Regions from separate parts of the Capra hircus genome. Here region 2 is linked to region 1. Evidence: chromatin contacts called from public Hi-C data. All regions are on one chromosome and are shown on one strand. Each heading gives the region's core, a stretch centred on a gene start, on an enhancer-like site or on the middle of the called end of the contact. The rest is flanking DNA. Distances are from core to core; before and after follow the strand shown. Region 1 holds the start of IGLON5 (igLON family member 5). Region 2 holds the start of LOC102180073 (sialic acid-binding Ig-like lectin 14).

Region 1 (5,923 bases), core at 760-3,259:
ACCATTTGCACTGAGACCTCCTAAAGAATATCACAGCAAAAGCAATTGCCCTGCTCTAGAAGTGGCTCCATGGAGGAGCCTGGTGGGCTGCAGTCCATGGGGTCGCGAAGAGTCGGACCAGACTGAGCGACTTCCCTTTCACTTTCATGCACTGGAGGAGGAAATGGCAACCCACTCCAGTGTTCTCGCCTGGAGAATCCCAGGGATGGGGGAGCCTGGTAGGCTACCGTCTATGGGGTCACACAGAGTCGGACACGACTGAAGTGACTTAGCAGCAGCAGCAGCAGCAGCAGCAACAGAAGTGGCTCCAGGTCTAAATGGGCTTCCTCGATGGCTCAGCAGGTTAAGAATCTGCCTGCAATGCAGGAGATACGGGTTTGATCCCTGAGTCAGGAAGATCCCCTGGAGAAGGGAATGACTACCCACTCCAGTATTCTTGCTTAGGAAATCCCGTGGACAGAGGAGTCTGGTGGGCTAGCGGTCCCTCGGGTCACAAAGAACCAGACGTGCCTGAATGAATTAGCATGTACACACAGCAGTGGCTCCCTATCCAAATGGGGTACGCTGTCCTGTCTTAGATGTCCTGTCTTAGACACAGTACCAAGCCCCTGTGCTCCACGGGTTAACATAGAAACTTCTATCTGATCCCTGTAAGTAGGAGAAACAGGAAGTATTGACAGGAACAAATATGTTGGCGACATGGGGTTGGTTGGAACAACAGTCAGTGCAGTCTATTCAGACAGTGGAGGAGCCAAGTTGGCCAGAGGGGAGTTTAAGTTTTGAAATAATGTGTCCTCAGTCTCACTTTCTTCCTCTTTCTCTTGTAAAACAGATATCCCCCTGGTTTTCCTTTCAAAACCTCTGTACCATAAGGCAGCAGCTGCCTGACTTCTTTTCCTCCTGATACAACAGTGTAAGCGCTTCTGCATATGGAATCTCATCATTTTCACTTGCTCTTTCACAAAACAATTCTAAATGCAATATCGTATAATAATGAAGTGAGCCATTCAAGGGTCATCACTCTCTTGATCCTAATGTATAATGGGGCCACACACTATTACAATAGAATAGCATCTCCTTCTTAGTCACAGACTCACAGCTATATTTTGTCCATTTAAAAAAAAATATATATATATATATATATATATATATATGCCTCCAAAGGGCTTTCCTTAGGGACAGATGATATTTTCCCCACATTTATGTTAAGAAAACAACAGAACACAAAAACCACAAGCAAATGCTCCGGTACCAAAAGGGCAAGCAGATTCCATCATGAATGAATGCAAACAAAAGCAAACCAACCGGTTCATGAGTCAGAGGTCAACAGTTCCGGTCTCCAGCAAAGCACCCCAATCAAATGCAAACCAGTTGGCTTTTCCCTTAAGGAAAAGTCAGAATTGAGAAAGGAGAATATCCCCGGCTGTACACACCGAAGCCACTTACCCTACTGCATGGAGCCCGATGACTCCCACATGTCCACTCCTTGCTTCAACCGCCAAGCTGGTGCTGCTTCAGGGAATTTTGAAAGGAAAATTCTCAGGGCAAGTGTTCCTGGCAGCTGCTAGGGCCTTACCTTGCCTGAAAATTCCCCAACCAAGGCCGCTGGTCACAGCAGCAAGACTCCTGGGTGGCTTGGTCAGAGTTGTTACCAAGCTCAAACTTGTTTTGCTCACCACACGGCAGGCCAACAAATCTGGAGTTGTTGGGGCAAGTACTAAGGACTTTAATCAGGAAGATATCAGACCAAGAAGTGGCAGATAGTGCGGCAGATAAAAACATCTTCCATCAGTCTGAATTCCAGGTTCCTTCTATACAGGGAAAGGGGAGGGGAGGGTGCCACTGCAATTCCAACCAAGGACTGACAGGGACCCCTACCTGGTGGCTCACTAACGGTCGCTAACGGTCACTGGCTTGCGGGAGGGGCCCACTGCAGCTCCAACCAATGGCTGGGCAGGACTTCTAACGGTTGCTCACTTGGGGGGCGTGGCCTGTTGCAGTGAGGACCAATGGTTGAGCAGGACCGCTACGGTCATAGTTTACTGCTGGCATACCGGCTGCGCCCCTATTACAGGAATAGGTCAGTGACGGGTTTGGGCATGAAAGCTGGGTCTTGCTTTGTTCACGATAGAGGCCTTGATGACAGGACAGGAAACAAGAGGGTACCAAGATGACTTCTGATTGACCCTAAGGGGAGCATACTCGGCATTTTGATCCTTGATCAGTGACTTCCAATCTGCCCATCACCTCCTTGTCCACATGTACTGGCTTGAAGGAGAAGTGTCCTTAAAGCTGATTAGATCTGGAGTCTCAAGGTCTAGCAGGGGTCTAGAACCCCTGCTTGAGAAAGAGGATTCTCCCAAGGGCCGCTGGAGCCCAAGGGGCCCAGTAGGGATGGTTCTTCAATTGTTTCCGGCTGGCGCAGACAGTGGAGACTCGCCCGGTTCCCCTTCGCGGCTCCTCAGAGTCCCAGCCGCTCCCACAAGCATCATCAGGCCCCACTGGCTCTGGATGGACTCCTACATGCTCCCTGGCCCTCCTGCCGAGCAGAGCTTGGTGAGGACGAGGAGGTGGGGTGGGAATCCCTGGGGGACCTCCACAGTGATGGGGTGTTGGTGAGGCTTGGGGACTTTCAGGCCGCCTCATGAACTGGTTATAGAACAGCTAAGTTTTCCTCTACCTTAGTCATTTTCCCGAGAGTCAGTCTTTGTGTACAAGGTTATCCCATTTGTCAGTTCATCTGGCTCCTTGTGGGGTGTTAAATCAACAAGTCATCCCTCTGGAAAGTAGGTCCTCCAGTCAGCGTTTCTGTAAGTCAGTCCTTCACTTGATGCACTCAGCAAAGGTCAAGGAGGATACTCAGTTTTCAAGCAAATAGCCAGATGGTGGTGTGCTGAAGAAGCTCTAGGCTGGAACTCGCCCAACCCCTGACAAGGAAGTAAATTTGGAAAAGGAAATGATTGTCTAGAGGGAGGAGAAATGTTGCCCATGGAGACAACCCATGGAGGCGCTAAAGTCCAAGGAAGGGAATGAGACTTGGACAAGATCAGAATTTTCAAGTCTGAAGGACCATTATGTGCTGGTCAATAAAACCCATGTTCACACAGTTTTGGAGGCTAGAAGTCCAAGATCAGGGCACTGGCAGGGTTGCTTCCTTCTGAGGGAGAATCTGTTCCCTGCTTCTCTTTTAGTTTATGGTGACTGGCAATCCTTGGAGTTCCTTCTAGTTCCTTGGCCCTCATCTTCTCATGGCCTTATCCACGTGTCCTGGATAAGTCTGTCTGCATTGAAATTTCCCTCTTCTTATAGGGATACTAGTTGTGTTGGACAGTAGTGGTGTAATCACCCTTAACCTGATTACGCAGGTAATCTGCAAAGACCTTATTTCAAATTAGGTCACATTCATAGATATGTAGGGATAAGTCTGTAGCATATCTTCTTGGGGACACAATTCAATCCATGGCACAAAAGAAATTAGAAAATATTTAGAATTGAATGTATTTTAAAAACATATTAACAGCTGTAAGATGCCACTAAAGCTGTGCTTAGACTAGCCCTTGTAGACTAGAGAAAAACTCCTCAAATCCATGGGAAGGACTGTTACTTTAAGAAAAGAAGGAGGAGGAAGGTGGGGAGGGAGAGGAGAAAGAGGGCAAATTAAACCTGAAACAAGCAGACGGAAGGAAATAAGAGAAAGCAGAAATCAATTAAAAAGAGAGAAGCAATACAGAAAAATCAGTTAAAACCAAAATCTTGCTCTTGAAAAAAAACAAAAATTCAGTAAACTCGATAGATCTTACATAAGCTAATTGAGAGACGAGAGAAGGCACAAATTGCAAATACCAGAAGAGTGGCTGTCATCACAGATCCTAAAGACATTTCAAGGCTAATAAGGAATATATTTTTCAGAAGGGAACCTTTCTAAGCCCTGGGAAGGACACAAAGATATATCTGATGTTGGGCCTTACCTCAAGGAGCTCATTCTTGCGTAGATTTCCTGGTAGGGTGTTTCATCAGTTTGCCGCTGAGAGCAGTAACCAAGTGAGAAACATGTAGTAAACCATGCAGGTGGTATAGTGGCTCCACGAGGCTGTCAGAGAACCAGGATCCCTGTGCTGCCATCAAGAATATCCTCAGTCTGTGGTTTGGATCTGTAAGGGTTCCTCATGGTTACCAGGGGGCTGCTCGACCTCCAGCATCTCATCTGTATTCCAGGCGAAAAGAAGAAGAAAGGCAATGAGAAGAGAGTAGTGGCGCTAATATAAAAAAAAAATAAACAGAACTTCCCAAAAGTCTCCAGCAGATAGCCTCAGATGTTTGGTATTTCAAGCAGGCAACTCTCTCACAATATTTGCTTAACAATAAATATAACAACAGAGTCCATGGTTTTTATTTTGCACTGTCCACTTGGGAGAAGAAGAGAGTACAATCCTACAGATAGGTACACAATCTAAGAAAACAGAGGTGTCAATTACAACCTACTGTTACCAGCGCAAGAAATGATTAAGTAAGACAACTGGCCCGAATTCCATTTTATTTGGATATCATTTTCAGAAGTCATGTAATAATTTCTAACGTCTTTGGAGTCTCATAAGACCACTTTATTTAAATTGTTCTTCCAAGGGCGGATTTGTAACAGCCTAGAACAAGTCAGTAACAGTCATGAATATTCATAGGAAACTGTATATTGCAGAGGAGAAAAATTATGTTCTTATAAACATCCTCAGTTTTGCACAATATCAGATCAGACTCCTTGAACCCTCTTATAACACAAACAGTATCTTTTGATCTATAGCTGCAGGGGACCAGGACATCTTAAATTCTATCCTGTTTCCTTTATCATGAATACTTGTGTTTTCTTAAAACCAGGCTCTCAAATTTCATTAGTTAGTATTATATGCAAAAAGCAGAACTTCAGAGCTCAACTGTGATGGTGAAAAAAAAATGGGGGTAAATGTTGAATAGGCTTCTATTTGGTGATAATAATTCAATAGTGTTTTTCTTGTGCTTGGCCCATTGGCCAGAACTATATCACATGACCAGCCCTAGAAGGAGGAAGGGAAATAGGTGTTTTTATTTTTGAACTGTTAACTTCACCACCAAAACAAATCTGAAAGAGTAAGAACATATAGGACTTCCCTAGTAATCCACTGGTTAAGAATCCGCCTGCCAAAGTAGGGGATGAAGATTCAATCCCTGGTCCAGGAAGATCCCACATGCCACAGGGCAACTAAGCCTGTGCACCGCAACTCCTGAGCCCGTGTACTCTAGAGCCTGTGCTTTGCAACAAGAAGAGCCACTGCAATGAGAAGCCTGCACACCATAACTAGAGAAAGCGCACGCTCAGCAGTGACAATCCAACACAGCCAAAAATAAATAAAAATTACAAATAAAACAAAAACATACAGGAGGGTCAGTCAGTTCAGTTCAGTCACTCAGTAATGTCCGACTCTTTGTGACCCATGGACTGCAGCATGCCAGACCTCCCTGTCCATCATCATCTCCCAGAGTTTACTCAAACACATGTCAATTGAGTCGGTGATGCCATCCAACCATCTCATCCTCTGTTGTCCCCTACTCTTCCCACCTTCAATCTTTCCCAGCATCAGGGGCTTTTCCAATGAGTCAGTTCTTCACATCAGGTGCCCCAAGAATTGGAGTTTCAGCTTCAGCATCAGTCCTTCCAATGAATATTCAGGAGTGATTTCCTTTAGAATGGACTGGTTGGATCTTCTCGCAGTCCAAGGGACTCTCAAGAGTCTTCTCCAACACCACAATTCAAAATTCTTCAGTACTCAGGTTTCTTTATAGCCCAACTCTCACATCCATACATGACTACTGGAAAAACCATAGCTTTGACTAGATGGACCTTTGTTGGTAAAGTAATGTCTCTGCTTGTTAATATGCTGTCTAGCTTGGTCAT
Region 2 (6,786 bases), core at 3,998-6,497, 290 kb after region 1:
TGGCAAACGGGGCTGTGGGTCTTCCTGGATCTCAGGGTCTGTGGGACCAGCCCTGGGGCAAAAGACCATGAAAAACGGAGTGGGTAAAGGAAGACCCTTGCCCCATAATTGGGGACCCTAGGCTAGACCTTACCTGAAACACAATTCAGGACCCATCACTCTTTCTTCACCATTAAGAAGGCTGAGTGCAGAAGAATTGATGCTTTCAAACTGTGCTGTTGGAGAAGACTGTTGAGAGTCCCTTGGACTACAAGGAGATCAAACAAGGCAATCGTAAAGGAAATCAAGCCTGAATAGTCATTGGAAGGACTGATGCTGAAGCTGAAGCTCCAATACTTTGGCCACCTGATGTGAAGAGCCGACTCATTGGAAAAGATCCAGATGCTGAAAAAGACCTTGATGCTGGGAAAGATAGAAGGCTGGAGGAGAAGGGGACGACAGAGGACGAGACGGTTGGATGGCATCACTGACTCAATGGATGTGAGTTTGAGCAGGCCTCAGGAGATAGAGAAGGACACGGAAGCCCTCCTGCTGCAGTCCATGAGGTCTCACCAAGATTCAGACACAACTGAGAGACTGAACAACAACAACAATCTTCACAGCCTTGTTTTCAAAGCCACAGGAAGGGCTTGAGCCATGTGTGGAAACAACCTGTAATGTTACTATCCTTTAAGGGAGAAATTTCATGAAGATTTCCTAAATATGACAATAAACATATACATTTGAGACACTCCCAGGAACAGGTTGTGAGAGCAAACGAATATTGGCTTTATATTTATTTGGATATATGTTTACATCTTTGTTTCTTAAAAAAATAAACACTTTTAAAAGAAGGAGGGATAAATGGGGAGGTTGGGATTGACATATACACACAACTGTGTATAAACTAGGGAACCAACAAAGACCGACTGTATAGCACAGGGAACTCTACTCAGTATCTTGTAATAACTGATCGTGGAAGTGAATCTGAGAGAAATATACATATATAGCTGAATCACTTTGCTACACTGTGGCACTAACACAACATTATATATCAATTATACTTTAATTTTAAAAATCATACCCAGAACAAAGGACTCAATAAGAAAAAGATTGCCCAGTTTTTATTTTTAAATGGGCAAAAACTCAAACAGGAATTTCACAAAAGAAGATATTCAAATAGCTCAATATCACATTGCTATAAAGGAAATAAAAAGGTAAGGAGACACTGCCACAGTGGAAGGCAGGACTGAACACCGAACCTACTGCTGATACAAGTGATGCTGAGGCTACAAACAGCTCAGAACCCTCAAATATGATGGGGGGATGGAAATTCACTTGACCACTCAAGAGAACCCTTTGATCCTTCTAGAACTAAATATATGCCAAACTTATGACAAAGCAGTTCCATACCCACCAGGAAAACTTGCTAGCCTTCCTATTTTCATCACAACATTCATATCAACGATATGTTGAAAGAGCCAAACATGGAAACAAATGCATGTCATCATACTTTAGGGTTCATACATAACTGGAGGAACAGTCATACATAAAATACCACTGTCAAGACAAAATCCATGGCAAAACCAACAATGAGTTATTGATAGAAAAACATGGATAATCTCATACTGAGGTAAGTCAGAAAGTCTCCTTTCAATGGAACTGACTCTTCCTGTTGTCACACAATCATCACCACAAATAAAAGCTCATGGATGCAAATAACACAGGGTTTGACTGGAGGGTTTCCAGGGAGAAGCACCCAGTGATGTCCCCACGTCTGTCCTCTGGGCTCTGCATCCTCAGGTGAATCTCTTCATGACAGGGAGCGAGGCTCAGCCACACTCCTCAGCCCAGCTCCCTACTGGCCGCCACACCTGCAGAGCCAACACAGTCTCAGGTCAGAGAAGCAGACCCATTTCATTCATTCTGGGCTCTGCCTCAAGGCAGGTGGGATCCGATCGCACCCCTGCCCCCTGCAGTGGAAACTCACAGGCTCAACCACTGAACCGACATGGAAGTCCCTGGAGAGTCACACAGTTTAGCTGCAGGCAGGACAGGACCGCCAAGCCCCACAGGCAACTCCAGAGAACATTCCCTGGACTTCCCCGCAGGGGGCCAGCTGTGCTCACCTGGTGTAGTAGGTCCAGGTGAGGCCATAGGTGAGGAGGAAGCCAGCCCCCATGAGGGCCCCCCTGATCAGGGTGAGGACCAGGGGCCAGGAGCCCTGCTGCTCCTCAGTCTCACAGCTGCAGGGAGGGGGGCCTTCTGGGGAAGGGAGAGTGGGTGAAGCTCAGTCCCCAGACCCAGCCCTCCCAAAGGCACACACCTGCCCAGGCTGCCCACCCCCCAGCACCTGTCCTGCAACTCACTCTGCACAGAGAGGCTGAAGGAAACTTGCTGGGAGCCCAGTGGGTGCTGAGCTCGGCAGGTGACTTTCCCTCCATCTCCGACCCCGACACGGGGTATCTCCAGGACCCCGGGGGCTGAGCGCTGGGAGGGACTCAGGGGTTTTCCCTCCCAGAGCCAGCTCAGCGTGGCTGGGGGGTTGCTGTCGGCCACACAGACCAGGCGCAGGAACTGGCCCTCCAGGATGGGCAGTGATGTGCCATTCAGATCTGGGTGAGAGATGCGCAGATGAGTGGGTGGAGCCAAGGGCTGTCTCACCCTCGCTCCGCCCACTTCCGGAGGCAGAAAGACAGCCAGGCGACAAGGACCAAGGATGAGCTCACTGAGGCCGATGAGGCAACAGTCCTGGTGGTCTTTTCAGGCTCCCAGAAGAAATGGGAACTGATCTGAGGATGGAAGGGAGAGAAGTGGGTGGGAAGCCGACGGGAAGATGTGCCAAGAGAGAGCGAGCCCGGGAGATGGGGAGAAAGGCACGTGGTCTGCTTCGCGAGAGAGAGGACCCGGAGCAACAGAGACACGATAAGAGTGGGAGAGAGAAGGGAGGGGCAGAGGTGCTGGAGCCCTGACAGCAGGGCTGAGAGCGCTGGGCTTTGCTCCAAGGTGACGGGCAAGCAGTAGGAGCCTGTGAGGAGGGGAAGCTTCAGCGTTGGCGCCGACACCCACAGGACCCTGCTGGGGCAAGTGGGGCCTGGACTGCGCATGAGACAGGAGGCCGGGAGGCTGAGGGAGGAAGCTGATCAGTGGCCCAGGGTCCAGGACGAGACTGCAGCTGGCTCCGGGGCCAAGGGCATGGAAAGGGCGAAGTGATTTGAGCAGTGAAGCTCTGCAGAGTCCCTGAGACATGGGTGCAGCTGGTGAGAAAGGGAGATGGGTAGAGGGCCATCCAACCACAGCCCGGTTAAGTGGGGTCAGGGTGCAATTGACAGGCATCAGCAAGAGGTGTTTAAACCTGCAGAACATCTCTGGATGGACAGAGTAGGGACAGGACCAGGGCCGGGGGCGGGGGGGCGGTCAGGATGCGGGCATGACAACAAGTGGAGACTCGGGATGGGAGGAGTCCACCCAGGAAGGTAAAGAGAGGTTGGAATGGGGTCCAGGGTGGAGCTGTGGGCAATGGGAACACGAATCCCTCTGAAAGATGATGACATCAGAGCTGAAGGAGGGTTCCTGTCATAGGAGTTGATGACAGACAGAAACTTGAAAAAAAAAAAAAAAAAGCTGAACTAGAGTAGTCCAAATCACAGACACTAACAGTGGAAAGCTGGTGGCCAGGGGCTGGAGCGGGAGGGGACGGGGACACTGCGTCTGGCGGGTTTGGCGTTCCAGTCCTGCCAGTCGGGAAGAGCTCTGCAGACAGGTTGCACAGCACGGTCAGTGGACCTCACCCTCCTGAGATCTACCCTTAAAAGTGGTGAAGATGGTAACTTTGATCTGTGTGTTTTCTCGCAGCTAAAACTAAAAATTTAAACAGAATAAAAGGAAAGGGAGCAGGCAAAAGTAACAGCCCATGGATGCGAGACCTTGGGGAGACAGGAGGACAGGTAGAGCCTGGGGCCTGAGGAGTGAGGGACCATCGCATCTGCAAGCCCTGAGCCCTGAGTTGGCAGAGACCTGCTCCCATCACAGCCCCAGAGGAGAGACCATCCTTCCTACCTGTGAAGCTTTCCTGAGATATTCTCGTGGTCACCAACCGTGGAGCATCTGAGAGGAAAACAGGAGAGGCAGGGAGGCATTGGTGCGCCACCCCAGAAGCCACTTGAGAGGATGAGCTTTATTCCCCCAGTCTCATCTGGAAAGGGATGTGGGATGCCACCCGCCTCCTGCCAACACAACCCCCAGGGACCCTGCCACCCCTCCACACTCACAGGAGACGTTAAGCCGGACGGTTCTCTCCAGGGTCACCTGCGATCCTTGGAGTGTCACCCAACAGGTGAGGTTGGTGCTGTGGTCCTGGGGCCTCGGGGTGAGGGTGAGCTCCGAGGAGTGGAGGGTCCCTGGGTCCATCCCGTGAAGGGCGTCTCCCACCCAGGAGAACAGGAGAGGGTGTCGCCCATCACAGGCTAGCAACAGGCTGCAGGTCAACTTTGTGGGGCGGCCAGCCTCCAGAGGCTCCAGAAACTGGATGTTGGGTTTCTCTGCTGAGGTTGAGGAGAAGAGAGGGAGATGCCTGGCCCCCGGGGTGTGGGGACCCAGACAGGGACCCTCAGAGGGACCAGTGCCTCACAGCCACAGCTCACCCCCGGTCCTGAGTCTCTCCTGAACCCTAAAACCCCAAGACCTGGGGCAGGGAGTGGTCCTATGTCCTGTTCCTATTCTAATAAGAAGGTCCCCACTCCCCAGGGTCCTCTCCTGGGCCTCCTGTCATACCTGTCACCTGCAAATTCAGCTTCTTCTCTCTGTAACTGTATTTCACATTACGTCCTCTCTCCACTCGCAAGTAGTAGACTCCTGAGTCGCTCAGCCTGGCCTCTTGGATGCTCAGGGAGCAGTCATTGTTGCTGGGGTCCCCGACGAGGCGGAATCGGCCCCGTGTCTCTGGCTTCTCTCGTCTCTTTGGGTCATTGGTGGCCACAGGATCACTGTGTGGGCCGTCCCCTTCCAGGAACCAATAGATGAGGGGTTCCACAGAGGGATACCAGGGATACCAGTGGTAGGAGAAGGAGCAGGGCACGCGGACGTCCATGCACGCCTGCACCGCCACTGATTCCTGCACTTGGAGCTCAAACCCCAGAAGCTCCTGCAGGGACCCTGGGGGACCCAGAGGCTCAGTGGCAGCTTCAGCCCCTCCCCACGCCGTGTCCCCTTCCCCCCATCCCCACCACTCACCCCCCCACAGCAGGGGCAGCAGCAGCAAGGGCACCATGTCGGCATCCGCCAGCACAGAGGCGGTTCAGATCCCTCTGTTGGGGAGCGAAGCGTCTCGAATATGGGGAGGGAATGAGGAAGCTCCAACAGGAAGCCAGAGGGTGACAGAGAGACAGCTCTTTAGAACCATGGAAGGGGAAGTTAGGTACCATGGACCCGAGGTGGGGGCTTTCTGACTGAGAAATCTCGTTTCCCCATCTCTCCCATTTGCACCTTCAACCTATGAGCCTAAAACGAGGCTGGAGACTCCCACGGCCCCGTCGCTGTCCGCTCTTTCCCAAGGTACCCCGGGTACCGGTGGAGGGTCACCTGGCTAGCTCCCTGGCGATCAGAGCCCCTGGGACGTCCAGGAGCAAATTCATGATCAGGTGTGGAGAAGAGCCCAGGCTGAGCATCCAGGAGATGGAGGGCTGCCCCCGATCCAGGAGAGATGCTGAGATCTCATGCACAAGTGCGTCTAGATCCCCTGAGATACGGTCCCCGCCGTGAGCCTGGAGCCTCCTGACCCCTTGGCATTGGGTCCCCATCCCCATCAGTGCCCTGGTCCCAGGCAGGCTCAGATTCTGGTCCTGCTGTTGGCAGTTAAAGCCGACCTGAGCATCCGGGCGTTTGGAATGCAGAAGCTGGGGGCATAGAGTGCCCAGTTGGGAACCCAGACACCTGCCACTTCACCTGCCACCTGTTCAGCTTTCCCAGAGTGACTTCCCCTCTCTGTGCCTCAGTTTGCTCATCCGAAAAACAGAGAAACTAGCAGAGATGTGGATTAAATGAGTTCATGTGTGTCATGTGCTTAGGACAGAACCTGGCACTGGTACTTGTTCAGTCAACTAAGGCTTTGGGGACACAGAGCTTCTGCACACTCCCAGGCTCTGTCTAGGGGGACAGAGAGCAGAGCAGGGCCAGCCCCACACCCCACCTCTCCTACCTTCGGGGGTTACCTGGTCATTAGCAGGGAGGGCAGAAGCATCGCTAGGCTGGAAGGTCAAGACCCTGCCCTTGAGACAGACTGGGAACTAGGACCCTTTATGGCAGTGCTTGTACGTGGACAAACGTCTCCCAGAGTGACAAACTAAAAGAAGCTATAAGGGACTAAAAATAACTCCATGCATCTGCAGTTGGTGCAAATCATGAGCAATAAGATACAAAAAGACCAAAACCTAACTGCCCCTTCTGCTGTGTAGGGAGCAAAAACAGGGTTCTGGGCCCGATCCCTGCACGCAGCGCCACAGAGGCATGGGCAGACCACCTCAACCACGCCTCTGGCCCCACCCACTGATCCACCCACCCCCATCCCATTTAAGGGACCAGCTCACCCCACCTCGGAGTCCCAATAAAGCCTGCCCTGAATTTCTTCTCTGGCCTCTCATCCATTTCCTTTGATCAGAGAGCCCAAGGACACAGTGCCGTAACACCCTGTGATTATGCCATTCTCTTACCCCACGCTCTGATTCATCTGTCAGAGGCGGGAACACAGGTAAGATCCGTTTTTATCCGGAAGGAAGTTGCATCTAGAAGCCACAACCTGTAGAAAGAAGG

The links. A called contact is a pair of places that touch in the nucleus more often than the background predicts.
Region 2: a contact with region 1 is called in a Hi-C map of blood, with 5 times the contacts expected there. The contact joins the promoter of LOC102180073 here to the promoter of IGLON5 in region 1. A contact is called at or near these places in 2 of 5 Hi-C or Micro-C datasets (both in blood).

Annotation. Positions count from the first base shown.
Region 1 is chr18:58,393,379-58,399,301 of ARS1.2, forward strand. IGLON5 (igLON family member 5) reads left to right here and starts at 2,010. Exons shown (of 13, transcript XM_018063200.1): 1 at 2,010-2,091. The coding sequence starts at 2,010.
Region 2 is chr18:58,679,496-58,686,281 of ARS1.2, forward strand. LOC102180073 (sialic acid-binding Ig-like lectin 14) reads right to left here and starts at 5,248. Exons shown (of 6, transcript XM_018063202.1): 1 at 4,753-5,248; 2 at 4,251-4,523; 3 at 4,039-4,086; 4 at 2,349-2,594; 5 at 2,109-2,244; 6 at 751-1,853. The coding sequence starts at 5,248. The coding sequence ends at 1,838.